3 separate regions of the Mus musculus genome follow, and regions 1 and 3 are each linked to region 2. A link is a contact called in public promoter capture Hi-C data. All regions are on one chromosome and are shown on one strand. Each heading gives the region's core, a stretch centred on a gene start, on an enhancer-like site or on the middle of the called end of the contact. The rest is flanking DNA. Distances are from core to core; before and after follow the strand shown. Region 1 holds the start of Zdhhc8 (zinc finger, DHHC domain containing 8). Region 2 holds the start of Smpd4 (sphingomyelin phosphodiesterase 4). Region 3 holds the start of 4933432I09Rik (RIKEN cDNA 4933432I09 gene).

The links. Promoter capture Hi-C pulls out the DNA fragments that hold promoters and counts their contacts.
Region 1: a contact with region 2 is called in a promoter capture Hi-C map of liver, with 5 times the contacts expected there. The contact joins the promoter of Zdhhc8 here to the promoter of Smpd4 in region 2. A contact is called at or near these places in 2 of 39 promoter capture datasets (cranial neural crest and liver), 1 of 484 Hi-C or Micro-C datasets (CD8 T cells) and 2 of 115 datasets of contacts at active chromatin or transcription factors (fetal liver and memory CD8 T cells).
Region 3: a promoter capture Hi-C map of liver shows a contact between it and region 2, with 4 times the contacts expected there. The contact joins the promoter of 4933432I09Rik here to the promoter of Smpd4 in region 2. A contact is called at or near these places in 2 of 39 promoter capture datasets (both in liver).

The regions. Positions count from the first base shown.
Region 1 is chr16:18,233,249-18,237,772 of GRCm38.p6, reverse strand. Zdhhc8 (zinc finger, DHHC domain containing 8) reads left to right here and starts at 2,637. Exons shown (of 11, transcript NM_172151.4): 1 at 2,637-2,866. The coding sequence starts at 2,763.
Region 2 is chr16:17,616,630-17,620,825 of GRCm38.p6, reverse strand. It overlaps Smpd4 (sphingomyelin phosphodiesterase 4), which reads right to left and starts at 1,472. Exons shown (of 19, transcript NM_001164610.1): 1 at 1,392-1,472.
Region 3 is chr16:18,210,985-18,215,241 of GRCm38.p6, reverse strand. 4933432I09Rik (RIKEN cDNA 4933432I09 gene) reads left to right here and starts at 1,379. Exons shown (of 3, transcript NR_015575.1): 1 at 1,379-1,405; 2 at 4,044-4,162. It also overlaps a transcript of Ccdc188 not described here.

The DNA of each region.
Region 1 (4,524 bases), core at 1,388-3,887, 620 kb before region 2:
AGGCAGGTGGATTTCTGAGTTTGAGGCCAGCCTGTTCTACAAAGTGAGTTCCAGGACAGCCAGGGCTATACAGAGAAACCCTGTCTCGAAAAACCAAAAAAAAAAAAAAAAGAAGAAGAAGAAGAAGAAAAGATAAAAGAAACAGATATATCTTATCCATGGGGGCATTCCAAGACTCCCAGTAGATGCTGTAAACTTAAGGGGGTGCCAAGCCCTGTGTGTTACTGTGCATACACACCTGTGGCAAGTTTGGAAGTTGACATAGTGGAAGGTTCAGAGTAATGAAGCCAGATACACTGCAATAGAATCAGGGATATTGTACCTTACTATAGGGCTTAGCAACCTCAGCACAGGTTCCTAAGTTCGCTTCACAGGGCCTCTGGCATCACTACTGCTGCACTTTGGGGATACTGAGACAAGAAAGCTACAGCGTGTCAAATGAGGAAATAGGGAAGCTGAGGAGTTCACACCCAAGGCTGATGAGAGCAGCATAGTATAGTTATTAAATGGTTAGTGTGAGATAGCCTCATAGCCCAGGCTGGTGGCCCTGAACTGGCTGTGTAGCTGAGGATAACCTTGAATTTAAGATCCTTCTAAGCCCTGTGGTGCCGTGCCTTAATAGGCCAGCATTCTACCAAACTGCTGCATCCTGACCATTTTAGTTTCTTGTTACATAGCTTGGCTAGCCTAGAACTCACTATGTAGACCAGGCTGGCCTCAAACTTAAGATCCACTTATCTCTGCCTCTCCAGTGCTGGGATTAAAGATATGTACCACCACACCCAGCTTTTTAGTTTTTGAGATGAGTTTCACTGTGTAGCCAAGGCTGGTAGTCTCCATGTCTCACTCTTCCAAGAGCTGGTATTACATGAGTCACCACACCCGGCTAATCGTACACAAATCTGAATTATTTATGGACTTCTATTTAATAACTGGGTTGTGGGTAGCTGAAAGCATGGAAAGTCAGCACCGTTGTGGGGAGTGCTGCTTTATACCTCCATCTCAGTCCCTCTGCTGTGCTGGCTGCCACTCTACATTCCTGTTTCAGGCCCTCTGCGGCTCTCCTAGGCTGTGTGTTCCAGTGGCTCCCTGCTGCCTTGCCAGCCCTATTCAGGAAGAAAGGTACCATATCACTCTGGGCTCTGGCCTCAGCAGCTACATCTGCCCCACCTAAAACTGTTTTGGACTCTCCACGACCAGTGTTTGCTATTTTCCTACAAGACTGTGGCAGTAGTGTGGCTGCCTTGGTACCCTACATATAACATGAGAGTAGACTTAATCCCAAAGGAACTCTGCAGTGGGGGAGCTGTGAGTCGTGGAGCCTCCTGTGGGCCCTAGAGGCCCTAGAGGTTCTGAGCGTTCTATGTTAGGGGCTGTAGGACAAGATTAAAGTCGGGCGAATTTAACTGAACTGTGTGCCTAATGCAGAGGGCCAGCTGGATACTTACTTACCTGAGAGCGGAAAGGAGTTTGTATCCACTCTGCTCTCCACTGTGAGGTCACATCACTGCTATCTTACCAACGCTGGAAGACCCTGAGCTACGTCTTCTGGCATGGAATGACCAACAGGACAGAAATCTGAGAGAAAATCTATCACTGTTTATGCTGTTGAAAAGCTGTTTCTACATTAAGGCACTCGACCCTGAGCTGTGGGCGAGCCAAGGAGTCCCAGGCCTACAAGCAGTGTTGTAGGGAGGAGGTGGCTGAAGGACTCTGGGTTATGGCTCTACAGAAGGAGATAGCAACAACCAAGGGAAGAAGGCTCCCACTATCTTGGTCTGGGGAGGGGTGGACGATGGAGAAGAGCCTCCGGACTGGGGGCGGCTCTGGGGGAATCGTCAGCCAGCACCCTGTTCAGGCCCTGAATAAGCTTCCAAAGTAAATGTTGCTGCCTTGTGGAGTGGCTAAGGCAAGCAGTGGGGTTTGACCATGTTCTTACTCAAAACATTAAAACTGATCTGCTAGGGGAAGCCAATGCAGATGCCTGCAGCATCCTTGGAGGGCCGGTCCACCTTAAACAGCTGCGTCCTGGCGCGGGCAGGTGGGCTTGCTCGCGGGTGGGTGGTGAGCATGCGCAGCCTTTCTAGTCAAGGCCAGAGCAGGGTTCAGTCACTTTCCCTAGGACACCAGCTTTCCGAAGGCGTTCCTAGGTCTCTTACACACGGCCTCAATCAAGCCTGCGGCCTGAGCCAGGACACAGAGGAACTCGGTGACCTAACTCTTAGTGTGTGGAGGGCTGAGAACTGGCTAAGGTTTGGATAGCCATGATACCCCTACCTTGTCATAGAAATCTCGCTCACACCCCAGTGACTGCCAGGGGACCTTCAGCCTGTCCCGGGACTGTGATTGGAGAGCATGTAGGCCCAAGAGAGCTCCCGGGTTAGGGCCTGCGGTAGCAAGGAAAAAAAAAAAAAGGAAAGAAAGGAAGAGACAGACAAGAAAGAGAAAAAGAACATGCTTTCCGTTGTCCTGTCGGTCCAGATGGGCGCTGCGCGTGCGTGGGGTGTCGGGCTACCCCGCAAAAGAGGAGTTGGCCGCCCGGCGCTCCACCCTCAGCCCGCCCCCGCCGCGGCCCTGCCGCCGGGTCCACCTTAAGGGGCGCGCTGACATCAGCGCGCCGCCGCCGCCCGTGGGGTGGGATTTCCTCCACTGCCGCTGCGGCGGATCCTGCGCCGCGTCCAGCCCGCGCGCCCGACCCCGGCCCGACCCGGCCGGCCCCGCCCGCCCGGCCCGGGGAGGGATGCGGCGGCGCGGCGCCCAGGATGCCCCGCAGCCCCGGGACGCGCCTCAAACCCGCCAAGTACATCCCGGTGGCCACGGCCGCCGCGCTGTTGGTTGGTTCCAGCACACTCTTCTTCGTATTCACGTGAGTCGGCGCCGGGTCCAGAGCCTGGTAGCAGCGGGTGGGGGTAGGGAGGTTGGGGGTGGGAGCCGAAGGGGCGCACGTGCCCCACGGGGGCGGCGGTGGGCTGGGCGGATTAGCAGGTTGCGGCGAGGGGCTGCGTCCCCGGAGCACGGACAGGTGAATGCCTGCCTCTGAGCGTTCTAGCAGGCCCTGGGTGTGGTTGCAGCCTTTCATTCCCTCGGGGCTTTGAAGGGGGACGCGTGTCACCTACAGACACCAACCTTCCTAGGGGGAGGGGGGGAGTAGGAGCTGTGAGCCCCCTCGTCGCGGCCAGCATGTAAAATCAACTTATTTCTGTGTTTCTCAGCGTAGGTGTGGCCTGCCCCACAGCCGTGACTGGCCACTACAGCCTACTCAAGGCCCTCAGCCCTCCCTGAACACAACACTGAGAGGCTTCTATCCTACACTTCTAAGTCTGGAGCACAAAAGACCTCAGAGGCTAGGCTGCCAGTCGTGGGGAGGGAGCACTCTTTGCCAGCCTGGCACTAGGCAGCCTCAATTTCTTACCCCGGGCTGGCTCATAGGTCATGGGGTTCTGAATCTCGGACCACTCGTTTCTTTCTACAATTCCAAAGCCTTGACACAACTCAGGTGACCAAAGGGATGGCCATTTGTTTCCAGGTGTGACAGCCCCAGGTGTAAGTGAGCCTGAGCCACCCTTTCCACTTTGTAGAAACATATAGCAGCCTTTGTAGGAGTCTGAATTCAGTGCCTGTTGTGGGAGGAGAGTCCTTACCTGGAGGCTGGGGTTGGGTATGTGCCACTGGCTGCAAAGAGCAAGTTTAAAAAAGGCCTGTGTGGACGGGCTTATTTCTGGCTCCAGGGAAAGTCTGTGTTCTTGTCACTCAGATGTTGTGGATTGTGGACTAAGGAAGGGCTTGGGGAGCTAAGACTGGAGGGGACATATCTTGGAAAATTCGGTCTTCCAGAGGTCTTGAGTGGGGTTCTGTTTCAGTGCAGAGAGGGTGTCACAGGGACATTTCGATGTCTTTTAACATAACTCTAAAATTAAGACATGCAATATGGGAATCAAAGTTTTAAGAGAAATTAAAATCCTCTCCCCCTGCTTTCTCTCCTCAGAGAATGTAAGTAGTTTCAGAGGATTCAGAGGACCCAGGTGGTTCCTGGAAACTTGACTCTGCCTCAAGCTTTGGTCTCTGAGGTTGCTACCGTTTTTTCTGGGCAGTGCTTCCTCTGTGTTCTTGAAGCTAGTGTTCTGGGGCTGTGCATGTGGGTGCTCTTGAGGTTTGGGGTTCTCTTTAAGGGACAGCTACTCTGACTTGAACTGGCTCTGCAGTTGGCATGACTGGGGCCCTGTTCAGTCTGTGTGCATCCTCATCTGCCCCTTGGATGAGTTCCTGAGATGTGGGTATTGCTGACCTGACACTCAGGTGGCTCTGTTCTCAGAAGAGGCTCTGCTGGACAGCTGTGCTCGTTTGGGCAGTGCCAGGGTATAGGCAGGTCTGGTGGCCAGCCTGGAGTAGGTGTCTTTTTCAAGATAGAATCCCTGTCCTCTCATTGCCTCCCTCCTGCCCTGTTTCTGGCTCCGTCCACTGACACCTCAGACACCAAGAAAAGGAAGCAGTCGCTCAGCCTACCTTTGGGGCCTAGATCGGGTC
Region 2 (4,196 bases), core at 223-2,722:
CACAAGGCTGATGCAAATCAGGAAACAAGGGTAAAAAACAGCAAAAGACTTCTCAGCACCCACCTAGCAATCAGCAGAGCCAAGAGTCTAGCAAACTCCTTACAAATCTCGTGTCTGTAAGAGAAGGGTGAAGCAAGTAATGTGTGCTTCTTGCGACAAATGAAGAAGTTCTATGAAGGAAGAATTTGAACTCACCACCAAAAATTAGGCATAGCCCTGCAGCTTCCTACCTCCCAGTGCCTATGGTAAGAAACACAAAACAATCAAGAGCTGGAAAGAGCAGAGAGCCTACTGTGTGCCACCGATGGACTAGTGATAGCTTTTCTGTCTCAGCCCTGCTCACTACAGGAGAAAAGGTGCTAAGCTGGCAATGCCAGTCTGCAAGGAGAGAAGCCAGACAGTAGGAGTTTAAGGCAGTTGTGGTTTTGAAAGACCACCAATCTTTGCCATGTGGCAAGAGAAACAATTCTTAGGTTTTGGGTTTTGTTTTGTTTTTTTTTTTCCAATTCTTAATTCAGTCTCAGTGTTAAGGAAAACTGAAAATGTTTCAGTCCTGACCTACATTGCAAACTACCATGAAATGATCAGGGCAGCATAAAATTGTGGACTACTCGATAAGGGCAGAGATCTAAAGGAGACAAGAAGTCAACTCTCTCCTCAGAAGAAGCAGACAGTTGAAAAATCAGAGATGTCTAACGAAGGTCTTTCCACGATTCCACGAATAGGGCAACGACACTGATACTCTTGCTTTTAGGCCCTGTCACCCACGCCCGAAGCCAGCGTGCATGCAGTGCCGAAGGCCTTTGCTTCGGTCGACCCCTCAAAGTCCACTTTCTTCAAGAACTGCTTGCGACTGTTTTTGAGGTTTCTAATGACTACGAACTCCAGCCAAGCTTAGCGCGCCACTGTCAAGAACTCCCTCGGCTGACTCTGAGAAGCTGCGGCGTGCCCTCATTTGTTGATCACAACTTCCTATACCTCCAAAGTTTCGAGACTACCCTATTACATTACAGAGGAGGAAACTGAGGCTCGGGAAAGTCGCAAGGTAGAACCTAAACCCACAACGAGTTCTACTACCAAACATCGCTAGCTGAGCCCAAGGTTCAACTTTCCCTCCAAGTCCCCCTCCCTCAACTCTCACATCGAGCGTTCATCCACCCCCTACCCGGACCGTCTGCGAGGACCACGCAGGAAGGCGGCAGAAAGCCATGACCCTGGAGAGCGGCGTGAGGTTGCAGCCGGGCCCTGGGCTCCCGGCCGGCCCCGTACAGGCCGAGCTGTCGGGAGGCCCAAGTCCCCCACAGCTCGAGGAGGAACGGAGCCAGCCTCGGCGGGGACCCGAGAAAACCGCACGGTGCTGGGCTGCCTCGCGCGCGGCTCCCGCCACTCACCTGCCGTGCTGATAGCACAAATCTCGAGCTTCTCAGAGAAGGGAGCCGCCATTCGGACACTCGGCGCCTAATGTCGTCATCAAGCTGCGCCGGGTGCCACGCCCCCTTAGTTTGGCGGGAATCCGAGAGGATCAAAGTAAGGTCTGAAATACAGAAGACAACAGGAATACGCGTCTAGAAAAATAGATATAGGCAAGACTTTTCAACACTGTACTTCACTGACACAGAAATAGCCTGGAGAATTAAAATGGGACTACATGAAATGAAAAGTTTCTAGAAAGAGGTTGTTGCCCTGGTGACACACGCTTTTAATCCATGCGTTCTGGAGGCAGAGGCAGGCAGATCTCTTGAGTTCAAAGCCAGAGGTTCAAGATAGCCAGGATTACACAGAGAAACCCTGTCTTGAAAAGACAAACAATCAAGCAATCAATAATTGAAACTTCTTTGAAAGAATTCTTCCTGGTTAAGAACCAACAAATATACAAGTACACAAATAACACCCCCACCCCCAATAAACCAGGTGTTGGTGGCAGCACACGCCTTTAATCCCATCACTAGGGAGGCAGAGGCAGGCAGGCAGATCTCTGTGATTCTGAGGCCAGCTTGGTCTTCAGGGTGAGTTCTAGGACAATCAGGGCTACATAAACCCTGTCTCGAAAACAAAACAAAAATCCTCATACTTCTTAAGCTAATAAAAATTTTAAAAGTTGTTTTTTTAGAGCCCTTAAAGAGTGCTTCAAGGAAGAAACCTGCACAAAATAGATAAGTACATGCAATCCTAAATACCCATCATCCAACAGGATTTACCAAGTACCCAGCATATGCCAGGCACGGTTCTGGGTGCTGCTACCTAAATCCGTCTATCAGGGATCTGATCGTCAGGCAGCGGACAGCTTTCCACCACACCATTCCCATGGCTAACATACTGCCCTATTCACATTAAGCACTCAGAACAAGTCAAGCAAGTATGTAAAAACCTCTCGGGATGCTTGCCCTGGGTTGTTGGAGCCGCTACAGACTGGGAGCTGCAGGGCCTGGCAAGGAAAGAGGTGGCCAGTAGCTGGCGCTGTGGAGGCTCCTCACCTGCTAGACTGCAGCGAATTCTGCAGGGTGGAAGGGAATTGGGGTGGGGAGTGGTGGTCAGGGGAAGAGGCGGGAGAGGGAAGTGGAGGAGGTACGCGGGCCCAACACTCACCTTTTTCAGGGTGCTCGACTGACAGAGGCTAGACTCAGGGCTTTCACAGGTCTGGGGGAGGCCACGCTGCAAAAGCTGGGCATGAAGGGAAAAAGGTGCTGAGCACCAAGGAGATGGGCTGCATGGACTTGGGCAGGTTGCAAGTCCCTGCAGACACGCCTGCTTTGGAACTCTTCCAAATCTCATCTGCTACTCTGAAAAAGCCCCACCACAGCACGATACATACTCTGTCCATGTTCTCTCTCTCTCTCTCTCTCTCTCTCTCTCTCTCTCTCTCTTCCTCTCTTGTCCCAAATATTTATATTTATTTTTCTGTTCCCATACCTTTCCTTTTCTTTTTCTTTTTTGTTTTTTCGAGACAGGGTTTCTCTGTGTAGCCCTGGCTGTCCTGGAACTCACTCTGTAGACCAGGCTGGCCTCGAAGTCAGAAATCTGCCTGCCTCTGCCTCCCGAGTACTGGGATTAAAGGCATGTGCCACCACCACCCAGCTCCCCACTTTATTTTTGTTGTTGTTGTTTTGTTTTGGTGTTGTTGTTTTATGGGTTTTGTTTTGTTTCTTTTCTGGAACTCACTATGTAGACCAGGCAGGCTTCAAACTCTGCCTTCAGGGTGATGGGATTAAAGGCTAGGTTTTCAGGACCATGACCCAGATAGCCACAGTGGACAAGTCTTGGACAAGTCTTGGAACAGGTCTGCCCTGAATGCCACAGGACTCACTGAATACTGCATTTGTTTTTGGCAGACTTGCTGAATCTTACCCTGGCTCCCCTCGCCTCCTTCCTGACGTGTGTGCTCAGTAGCAGCTAATGACTTTGTGTCCATGTCTCTGCCTACATCAGGGACCTGAGGTCAGAGGTAAGCCTTTTGCTCCTTCCTGGCTGTGGCTAGGGGGTTGCAGTTCAACTCAGCATGTATAGGCGAGCCTATCTGTGGGTCTCCACCCTGGGTCTGCAAACCCATCTACCTTCTGGGGCTCTAGTTGGCCTCGCCTCAGGGAGTGTACTGTTGGATCAAGGACTGGTCCAAACAGACTAGGGTCTGTTTGCCTAACTCCTCCCCACCTCTTCATCATGCCTTCTTCTACAGCCATAGGAATAAAGAGGACTTTGGTCCTTGCCCTGACATTACATCTTCAGGACAGCACTCTGAGAACAGGGCAGGCAACCCCTTACCTGTACCTCTCCCAGGCCCAGGTCCAGCTCCTACCCACACAGCAGGTCAGGCTACACACCTCCTATATTTCTATTATATGAATTGCAGTACTAGAGCCACCTGACTGCCTTGGGACAGAATAGAGACCTGAGGTTGCAGAATAGCTCCATGCTTAGCTGTGAAGGTTTCACTTTGCTCTTTCTTATAGCAGAGAAAGGGGAGACCTTAGAAGTATAGAGTAGTGGAGCCTGAGATCGTTCCATGGGTAACATTGTAATGGGGAACTAATTTGAATTCCTGACCTGTGTGAGGAGCTTTGCATGCCTGTAAACAATCCCAGCACTTCAGGGCAGAGACAGATGGATGCTGAGAACTTACTGGTCCAGCAGCATGACTGCAATGGTGAGCTTCTAGTTCAGAGAGAGACCCTGTCTCAAGGCCAGAAGACAAAGAGCAA
Region 3 (4,257 bases), core at 130-2,629, 590 kb before region 2:
TTTATGAAGGAGTTCAGAAAGCTAAAAGGTATTTTTTTTTTCTGTTAAACCATAGGGAGGTCCAGGTTGAAGCAGGAGGGCCTCTTGCCATGCATATCACTGCTCCAGCTCTGGTATCTGGAATGATGAGACCTAGGGAGTTTGCCAAGGAATTCTGTTGACAGCTGCCATAATCAGTACTGGAGTCCAAGCTTGTCTGCAGCCAGTTCCTGCTTCCCAGCCACTTGTATCCCGAGTTAGCTGAGTCCCGCTTTCAGTTTGCTGAAGTCCCTTACAGACTAACGGCCGGTCTCCTGTTGTCTTGCAGACCTGGAATGAATACCCATCAGGGGCCACTGAAACCTGTGGCGGAGGAGCTGGTGTGCGCTACAATGAGAGCTCCGGTGGGGCCCAGCTGGCACACAAGCTGGAGTCCTGCATTTTTCCAGTATGGGATGCATCTCTACACTCAGTACAGACTGAGGCTGGCAGTCACACTAGAGGAGAGGCCTGGAATTGCCCCAGCATGCCCTACGGCACTCAGAAGCTGCCCACTCTGGTCCCTGGAGGGGCTTCTAAGCCCTCTGCCTGTTGGTTTCTTTCTGGGGTTTCATGGTTACCAGGATATGATGATCTCAGAGGTGGGAGCCCAGGAAGGCCCTTGGATGGCTTTGGAATGGGGTGGCTTCAGCAAAGGCCCTGAGTAGCTGACAGTGGTGGTCGTGGTGTCTTTGTTCTATATTCTGAGTCTCCAGACTTGGTAAGGGCCCAGTAGATACTCAGGATGCTGTCCTGTTAGTACCACACAAAGGCTGCAGGCTAGGATCCTCAGGTCACAGCTCCAAGTGCTCAGCGTGGGCTACAGTTACTGAGCAGCCGTGGAAGGACTGAGGGCACTTCAGGTGCTCATATGTTCTGAGACCTTAGGTGCCTACCTTAACCCGAAACCCAATGTTCTCTGATCACCTTACCTTTGTTGGGCTGTGCCCTATCTGGAAGGCTGGTTTCTTTCAGACAGCCCCGAAGACGCCTCCCCCTTTTCCACGGTCCTTGTATGCTCTTGATCTCCAGAGAGTCCTGAGAGGTGAGGGAGTCTAGTAGGAGAGAAGAGCCCCAGGTCTGCCGTGTAGCTGGTTCCGCATGAGCATGAGCTGTGCTAGCATGTTAAATACCCTACAGATTGGTGTGTTGGGTTGGGTGAGGGTCTGTGTGGAGCCCCGAGGCTGCACTGGGTGGGAGTGCTAGGATGATGCAGACTCGAAGACACACAGAGAGTGTGGGACACTAGAGTGTGCTGTGAGGAGCTAGAGTGGCCCTAGCCCCTGTTGCTAGGCAGCGCATTTCCCTGGACACCAGTTGCCATGGCAGCCGCTTCCTGCCCATGTTGCCATGACACCCAGATGGCCTTGAGGAGCCTGAAGTGGTGGTAAGGGGCTAGCTATCCAGACACACTCACACCACCCTTCCCCCCAGCCCGGCTGGTGCCTAGGGGATGCTGAGGAGAGGAGAGAGGACAGGCTATGTTATCCAGAGCCGCTTGCCTACAGCTGGCCTGAGATGAAGTCAGGGGCTAAATGGGCAGATTCTACTCTCCTTACTATGGCCTTGACACTCAATGACCCATGCTCATTACAGGGCCTGAGTAGAACTCAGAGTCATAGAGCCAGCCACACCCATGAGAGATTCTCATTTCTGTATTTTTAACCTGGGCTTCTGGCCCTTACCCACCTAGTCTGTTCTCCACTTGCAGCCCCAAAGCACCCTGCGTAGGACTAGAGGATCCTACAGAACCTGGATGAATGTGTCTGGGGTTTCACAGGCATTCCTGGAGTGGCCTTGGGATTATTACCCTGTCATCCAGGACTCTGCCCAGTCCTTTCATCTCCTACCCAGGACCTAGGGTATGGCCTAGGCATGAACTCTCCTTTGCTCTGTTAGAGAGGCAAGATGACACTTGGCTCTGAGTCACAGCCTGTGACCTTCCAGGTGGCAGAGGGGCAGATGAGGGATGAAGTGGTCTGTGTGATGAAGTCACCCCAGGGCCAGAAGGTAGGGGCTGCTAGGCCTCTCTGTTCCTGGCAAAGTAGACATGAGTTTCTGAGAGCTGTGTGACCTTCTCGGCCTTCTCCAGTCTGCAGGGAGTGGGGAGTGCAGAGCAAGCAGGGTCCTGAGACCATGGTGTGGGCAAAAGAAGGTCTCAGAGCTAGGCATGCTACTTCATGCTTGTGTGTATCAGGATTTTGTAAGGCTAGAGCAGGAGGATTGCCATGAGTTTGAGGCCAACCTAGGATGCACAGTAAAATCCTGTCTCCATGTCTTATCCCCACAAAGAGGGCACTAGGTGGGCTGGGTCCTTGAGGTCTTCTAGGAATTCCCAGCTCCAGAGGTTGAAGCTCTTGGAGGAAAGGCACACCCATGGGGCGCTCAGTACTGGACATGGACTTTCTGCTCCTAGAATGTATGTGGTGACAGGCTGTTTGCTCCTCTCTTCTGTGGTCACTCTCTGGAAGCCACTGCTCATATTTTTTTTAAAAAATGATTTATCTATTTTATGTGAGTACACTGTAGCTGTCTTTAGACACACCAGAAGAGGGCACTGGATCCCATTGGAGATGGTTGTGAGCCACTGTGTGGTTGCTGGGATTTGAAGTCATGGCCTCTGGAAGAGCGGTCAGTGCTCTTGGCCACTCGTATTTTTAACTTTAACAGTCAGAAAGACAGTAAGAGTGCTAAAGACAACCCTTGTGAAAGACACAGTCCCAGTAGACAGCCATCATTTCAGGATGTCGGGGGCTCTGAGGCCTTGTACTGGGAGGTGGCCTGCTGACCGCCATGCTGTGCTCCACTAGGCTGCTGAGCGTAAGCACCCCTGCCCAAGCTGAGGACCCTCTCCTTTCTTAGGAGTCAGATCTCGTCTCTTGTTACTTCCAGATGGACAGTGGTGTCCAGAAAGTCAGCATGAATGGGCTGCCTGGCGGTCAGTACCAGTTCACCTTACTGGGGCTAGAACCTGGGTTCTTATCTTTCCTGTTGTATTCTATCTGACCCCACTCTTGATAGATACTGGCCTACCTGTCAGCGCAGGCAACAGTGCCAGGCTATAAACTCCAAAGGCCTATTTCTGTATCCTGATGACATAAAGACCCTCAGGTTAAAGTGGGACTGTGAACAAATGAGAGAGATCACTTTAAGCTGCCAAAAGCTGGCTCCTGGCTTCGATGCTGATGGCAGGCAGAGCAGGAGTAGACTGCAGTTCCCAGACTTGCCACCAGATGGTGCCTCAACCCTGCACCAGGCACAGATACTTGGGTGGGAGCCAGCACCCAGGGTCGACAGGCTAGGAAGAAATTGAAGAGTCTGCCAGGCAGAAACTTGTGCCACGGACAGATCAGACACAAAGCATCCACCCCCACTTGGATCTGTGGTTTCCATGACGGGTAGCCATGTGGTCACAGCTCTCACTGGTTTGAGGGCGCTCCTTTTTTTATTGCTTAGCACAGTGAGATCCTGTCTCTGTGTCTTATCCCCGCAAAGAGGGCACTAGGTGGGCTGGGTCCTTGAGGTCTTCTGGGAATTCTCAACTCCAGAGGTCAAAGCTCTGGGAGGAAAGCTTAGTTTGAAGCAAATTATCCTAGACTTTCCCAGCACTGTACAGCGGTATTCCATCTGTCCTATGGGCAGCTCTGGATTGACCCACGTCTGTCACAGGCACTCACCAGTAGGATAGGGAGTCCCAGAGCTATGTGATCAGGGCAGGCAGGATGGTCCCAGCCAGCATGTGTGACTGCTGTAATACCAGGTCTTCGACACATTGGAGAAGGAGAAGGTCTAGTGTAGAGCCCCGAGCCTAGCCTGACATTTTCCTGCATTTTATCAGAACTTTCAGCCTTGGCCCTCTCAGCCCAGGTGACTAGGGCTTGGTTGATGTCTTCAGGCTCTGGGCAAGGTTCAACCCCAATCCATAGGGCAGGGCCAACAGTCTGGGCTGTGCCCTTCTGGGATGGAGTGGGAGTGTAAGATAAGCCCGTCTTCATACCCAAGTAGAATGTCCCTCTCATCCACAGACTCTAGTCTATCTGTGTGCTATGATGTGGTGCTGCCATGGATCCTCATCCCAGTGTAGTGTCAGTGACAGGAAGTGGACAGGATGCACGCTGTCATAAGACTCCTTCAGAGCCTCCAGGTGAGTCTTTGGATGACAGAGCTTTGTCAAGATGAGGAAGTCCTGAGTAAAGAGAGGGCGATGGGGAGCTGGGGGGGGGGGTGGCGTGTCGGACA